Regions from separate parts of the Mus musculus genome. Here region 2 is linked to region 1. A link is a contact called in public HiChIP or PLAC-seq data. All regions are on one chromosome and are shown on one strand. Each heading gives the region's core, a stretch centred on a gene start, on an enhancer-like site or on the middle of the called end of the contact. The rest is flanking DNA. Distances are from core to core; before and after follow the strand shown. Region 1 overlaps Tnfrsf21 (tumor necrosis factor receptor superfamily, member 21). Region 2 overlaps Ankrd66 (ankyrin repeat domain 66).

Evidence for each region. HiChIP or PLAC-seq counts read pairs in DNA pulled down with a chosen protein or histone mark.
Region 2: a contact with region 1 is called in an H3K4me3 HiChIP or PLAC-seq map of bone marrow-derived macrophages, with 6 times the contacts expected there. The contact joins two enhancer-like sites. A contact is called at or near these places in 3 of 115 datasets of contacts at active chromatin or transcription factors (bone marrow-derived dendritic cells, bone marrow-derived macrophages and embryonic stem cells).

Annotation. Positions count from the first base shown.
Region 1 is chr17:43,031,360-43,033,935 of GRCm38.p6, reverse strand. The region is part of intron 1 of Tnfrsf21 (tumor necrosis factor receptor superfamily, member 21); the gene reads right to left. Among named protein-coding and RNA genes, the nearest start is that of Tnfrsf21, 16 kb to the right of the region's middle. Within about 2 kb of position 1,280, at least 42 of the 459 cell types and tissues checked have an H3K27ac peak or open chromatin away from gene starts, as enhancers often do. A contact at or near this core is called in bone marrow-derived dendritic cells and bone marrow-derived macrophages, where this site is marked.
Region 2 is chr17:43,533,829-43,536,404 of GRCm38.p6, reverse strand. Ankrd66 (ankyrin repeat domain 66) reads left to right here. Exons shown (of 3, transcript NM_001254953.1): 3 at 1,303-2,231. The coding sequence ends at 1,489. Among named protein-coding and RNA genes, the nearest start is that of Ankrd66, 8.5 kb to the left of the region's middle. Within about 2 kb of position 1,289, at least 126 of the 459 cell types and tissues checked have an H3K27ac peak or open chromatin away from gene starts, as enhancers often do. A contact at or near this core is called in bone marrow-derived dendritic cells and bone marrow-derived macrophages, where this site is marked.

The sequences.
Region 1 (2,576 bases), core at 31-2,530:
GTCTCACTCTAACAATTCAGAGTTCTTCAACAGAATGAGCATATTCTACAGAGCTGGCTTAGCCATTAAAGGCTAGGCACGCAACCAACAGGATGGGTATGTCTTACTTCAGAGGGTCTTCCCACCAAGACTTCATTGACTGCTTTCTTGCATGTATATAGGTCAGGGTATAGTTTTCTATTGTGCACAACTGCTTCTTCCCTCCCATACCCCTCACCTAGCTTCTCTTCTCTCCACATCAGTCCAAGTAGCAGACACGATCACCCTGGTCCCAGTCTTTTGACATCCTAAATGCAATCGATAACCTGGAGCGACCCCATTCTCTCACCCCTAACAATATAAAACATATACACAAACATACGTACATAAACATCCCTGGGTGGATCAAGCAGAAAAAGTCAGGAAAAGAACTGGACAAAGATTTTGAAAAGAGAAGGCATGTTCTTACCCAACCTGTTGGGAAGTCAACAGGATCCTGGGTTGCTCACTTAGGAAATGAGCAGGTTGAACTCAGTAGTAATATTCAACCAATTCTACCCTCCTGCGTGTTGTGATTCTGTCAAATCCTGCCATCCTTATGTAGCCTTTAAATCTCTTTCTAAACACCCAGATGCCAAGCAGATGAGCAACTAGCCCATCGCACTTCCTGTTTCTGTCTATTGTACCAGCGTCTAATTACATAGTGTCTCTTAATGTTGGTTGGCAGTACCGTAAGTGTATATACTTATCTTTCCTTAATGCTTATAAGCAGCTCAAGGCCAGGGACTACTGTACAGACTATACTTCCTCACTTGCTCAACTACCTAATGAACACTAGGAAAATAATAAGCAAACCATCCTTCAAGCCAGGGGCCAGCAAAGGAATGCCAACATACCAGCTCGTCTTATAAACAAGCTTCCTAGAGTCCAGACACTGATGTAGCTAGCACTCGTGGCTGCTTTCAGGCTACTGTGGGAAAGCGACAAAGCTATGACAGAGACCATTCTGCCCAGAAACCTCAGTTAGCTTACTGTTATCACTTGGCCCTTTATAGGTGAAATCTGCCAGCTCCCAGCATGGGCATCTAAAGAAATACAAACATTGCAGAGACCAGCTGCTCATAGAAACTTCCTGGTCTCCCCCATAAGTTTCTTTATGAGCAGAGTGCTCGCTCTCTCTCTCTCTCTCTCTCTCTCTCTTTCTCTCTCTCTCTCTCTCTCTCTCCACCCACTCTAACTCACACGCTCAATCTGGTTCCTTCACACTCGGCTTCAAACTCTCACTTCCCCCTGACGTCTGAGAAAAAGCAAAATCATCCAGAGAGACAAGACTTCCTCCTGGGTGCTCTCCCTGCCTCCCATCCCCAATTGTAAAGCCCTCCTCGGTTTCTTCTTTTCCCTATATGGTTGTCATCGTTTTCTTACTTACACACTTATACTCTGTGTGTCTTCCCTGGAATCTATAATGCAGAACAGGGTTTCTCTGTGTAGCCCTGGCTGTCCTGGAACTCACTCTGTAGACCAGGCTGGCCTCGAACTCAGAGATCCACCTGCCTCTGCCTCCCAAGTCCTGGGATTAAAGGCGTGCGCCACCATGCCTGGCCAGCCTGTGCTCTTAACCTCTGAGCCTTCTCTCCAGCCCCCCATTACTCTCTCTTAACAGAACTATAATTGGCTTCTAAGAATTAGCTTCTTCGTGATACTCAAAATAAAAAGCTAATATACTAAAGAGTTCAAATATTCTTCTCTCATTTAAAAGAAAGAAAAAAAGAGAAGATTACACTTTGTGCTTAAGATTATAAGCAATATAAGAAGGTTAGATTCTCTCTGTGTTTAAACTGCGATTATTATGAAAATTCCATGTATCTAAGAATGTCACCTACAGGGCGGAGGGAGGGTATAGGGAACTTTAGGGATAGCATTTGAAATCTAAATAAAGAAAACATCTAATCAAAAAAAAAAAGGAATGTCAACTACAACAGTGGATAGATGCATCAAGTATCAGCATGCTGTCTCAAACTGTATTTGGTTAAAAACAACAACAACCAAAAACACTACAAGTGTTTATTGAATGATTAGAAGCTTAAACGAGAGAAGCAGAGATCAAGTGGAGAGCAGCACTTGGTGCAGGTGACTGACTGTGAAGGCTTCCAGAGTCTCACTGTGCATCCTGGTGGCCTATAGCACACCTATGATGTGTCACTTGCAGTTTACAGCACAGGTGGGCCTGACTGAAGACAAGAAGCACCCGGATGTGTGAATCCATGTCAGAATGTAGACATCTACTTATTGTTCAGCAATTCCACTTCCATTACCTCATCCTTCAGATAAACAAGAGATCCCTTGGTAGCTTAAAGGTTACAACAGATCTGTGCCATTGACGTTAGCGTGTGTGTGTGTGTGTGTGTGTGTGTGTGTGTGTGTGTGTGTGTGTGTGGTATATGCATGTGTGTGTACAGGTGCACATGCCCACGGGGAAGCCGGAGGAGGATGTAGAGTGTCCTACTCCATCGCTCTCCACTTCGTTGACTTGAGACAGGGCTCTCTCATCAAACCTGGAGCTTGCCATTTTAACAAGACTGGCAGCCAGCAAGCTC
Region 2 (2,576 bases), core at 40-2,539, 500 kb before region 1:
CTTTCAAATGCTGAAATTCCAGTCTTGTCCTTGGCTTTCTATTGATCCCTACCCCATCCCCGCACCCACCCCTGCCCATGACACCCATTAATCTTAACCCTTCCTCATTGAGGCACGTGACATTTGGCCTGAGCATAACTAACAGAGTGGGTACTGTCAGGGAAAGTGGGCAGACAATGCTAAGCAGACGGAAACTTTAGTCAGCTGCATTCCCTGTGAATTCACATCTACTTGCCACCTCCCACCAGGAACTCTTTTCCTTCTGATATTAGAGAATTCAGAGGGATGATTTATGGATGAAGGTGTAATTATTGTGGTTGTGCAAAGAGCCATCAGATGGACGAGAGAGAAAACCCATTGATGAGGGTATAGCTACCGCGTTGAAAGTGTGCATAGGTATGGTGTTCGAGAGAAGACGTGGAGGGAGTGTGCAAGCATGAAGGCCCTGGCCAATCAGGTGATCACAGCCTAAATCGGTCAGGTGGGGGAACGTAGTGGGGGAAGAAGCCAACAATGAACTCATCATAGGATGGATGAGCTGAAACAGGCAGTCCAGTAAAGTTGCTCATAGGATACAAGATGCGGCCGTGGGTGTCCTGTAGTGGGGCTAGAGGTTTTGTAACTACTCTAGGCAAGGAGATCAGAGGCCATCTTCACAGTTTACATTGTGAGGAGGTGAGCCCCTAGGCTATTCCTAACTAATTTACTTATACATACAATGCATTCAATTAGCATTGTCTTCCTCATGCTTCGGCACTTTAAATTTATTTGATTCATTGATTGATTGAGACAAGGTTTCCTCTCTGTAGCCCAGGCTAGCCGGAGCTCACTATATATCAGAGGCGGGCCTTGAACCTGCAGCAAACTCTCCTAGGTCCTGGATTTGCACACTTACCTGGCTATACTTTAAAATGTTTAAGAATGTACATGTGTTCCTTTTATAATCAGGAGAATAAAAAAATGCAACATCATTTCTTCCTTATAACATGAAGATTGTTCTGGAAATTTGAGCATTTTAAGAATGAACAACCCCTCCTTCCAGTTGTCTTTGAGTCTGAGATTCATCACACCCAGGTGCCCCATGGCCACATGCTAGCTTTTCCTGTCTTCAGGTAGTTTCTCTGATATCAGAGAACTTCTAATCTTTAGAATCTAAAGTGTGCTCTTGGACCTGTGTGAACTCCTTCCTTCTCAATTAAACTGTGAACAGCCTGCGCTGTGTGTGGCCCTCGGGAAGAGAGGTCCCGGCCAATCCTGGCCAGGCTCCTCCTCCCGCCCTCGCCTGCTGCGCTTTCTTTGCAGAGCAGAACCGGAATGCAGGGACCACCGCCAGAGAGGGCTGTTGCTTGACGAGCGGGATCCAGATTGGGACCTCAAGAGAAGGGAACTAGAACTGTCGCTTCCAGCTCCGGATCAAAACAGCAACAAAAAGAAGAAGAGAATCCGAGGTTCCACCCGGTTTAACCATGCCCACCCCTGGAGAGTATGAGAAGGCGTAGCCCCAGGGCTCAGACTGGAGCCAGCTGGAATACTCAGCTGTCTTCACAGGAGTTGACTCAACCACTCTTCCTCAAGGTTTTACAGAAAGCCCCAGCCAGTCCTTTAGTCTGAAAGTCTTGCCAGAGTGTTCTCTATAGGAGCCGCTGTCGCCTTGATAAAATCAGATGCCCAGAGGAGTGACCCGGAGGGGACACTTAGGGGACAGACAACTGCTTGCATTTTGCTTTTGTGGTTTGCAGTGTTAACATGCCCTGCCTGTCAGCCCACCAACACACACTGGCACAGCTGATCAAGATCAAAGTAAGAGCTCTCCTGATTAAGTTGATTTTTGAGAGCCCACAGTCCCAGCCCTGAGGACTTTACCCATGATCACATCCAGCGAGGAGCAATGGCCTGGACAATGCTGCCACTCAATGAGAGGCAACAAAAAGAAAGGCCTGGCTGGAAGGAAATCTGCTCCACGCATCAACGAGCATCGGCAGAAAATGGTGAAGTGTGTGTGGGCTTGGTGCTCAAGTTTTTCAATGATAGATTTTACGAAAGTTGGATGAGATGTTACAAGAAAAATATAGCACCTAAATTGAGACATTAAAAATATATATTGAAGCTTTGAAGACTCCACGGGTATATGTTAAATGTCTTACTCACTACTTTTAATATTGATTTGCTGAAATATGACAGATGTTTTAGAGCTCAGTATAATATACTATTAAAACCAATTTTAGTACTTTCTACTTTTTATTTTTATTTCCTTTTAAGTATGAGAAGATCTTGTAGGGTGTTATATTTACATATATCACACTGAATAACTGGGGGAGGCATATGAACATGCCACATTTTGTGTGTGTGTGTGTGTGTGTGTGTGTGTGTGTGCTTGTGTGTGCGTCAGAGAACAACTTGTGAGAGTCAGTTCTTTTTCCACCATCTGGGTCCTGGGAATCAAACTCATTGGTCAGGCTTGGTGGTGAAGGCCCTCACCCACTGAGTCGTCTCACTGACTCTACTTTTAAAAGCTTATGCCTGCTAGAATGTCCCTATGCGGCTTACATCTAATTGCTGTTGACTCTGCTATACAA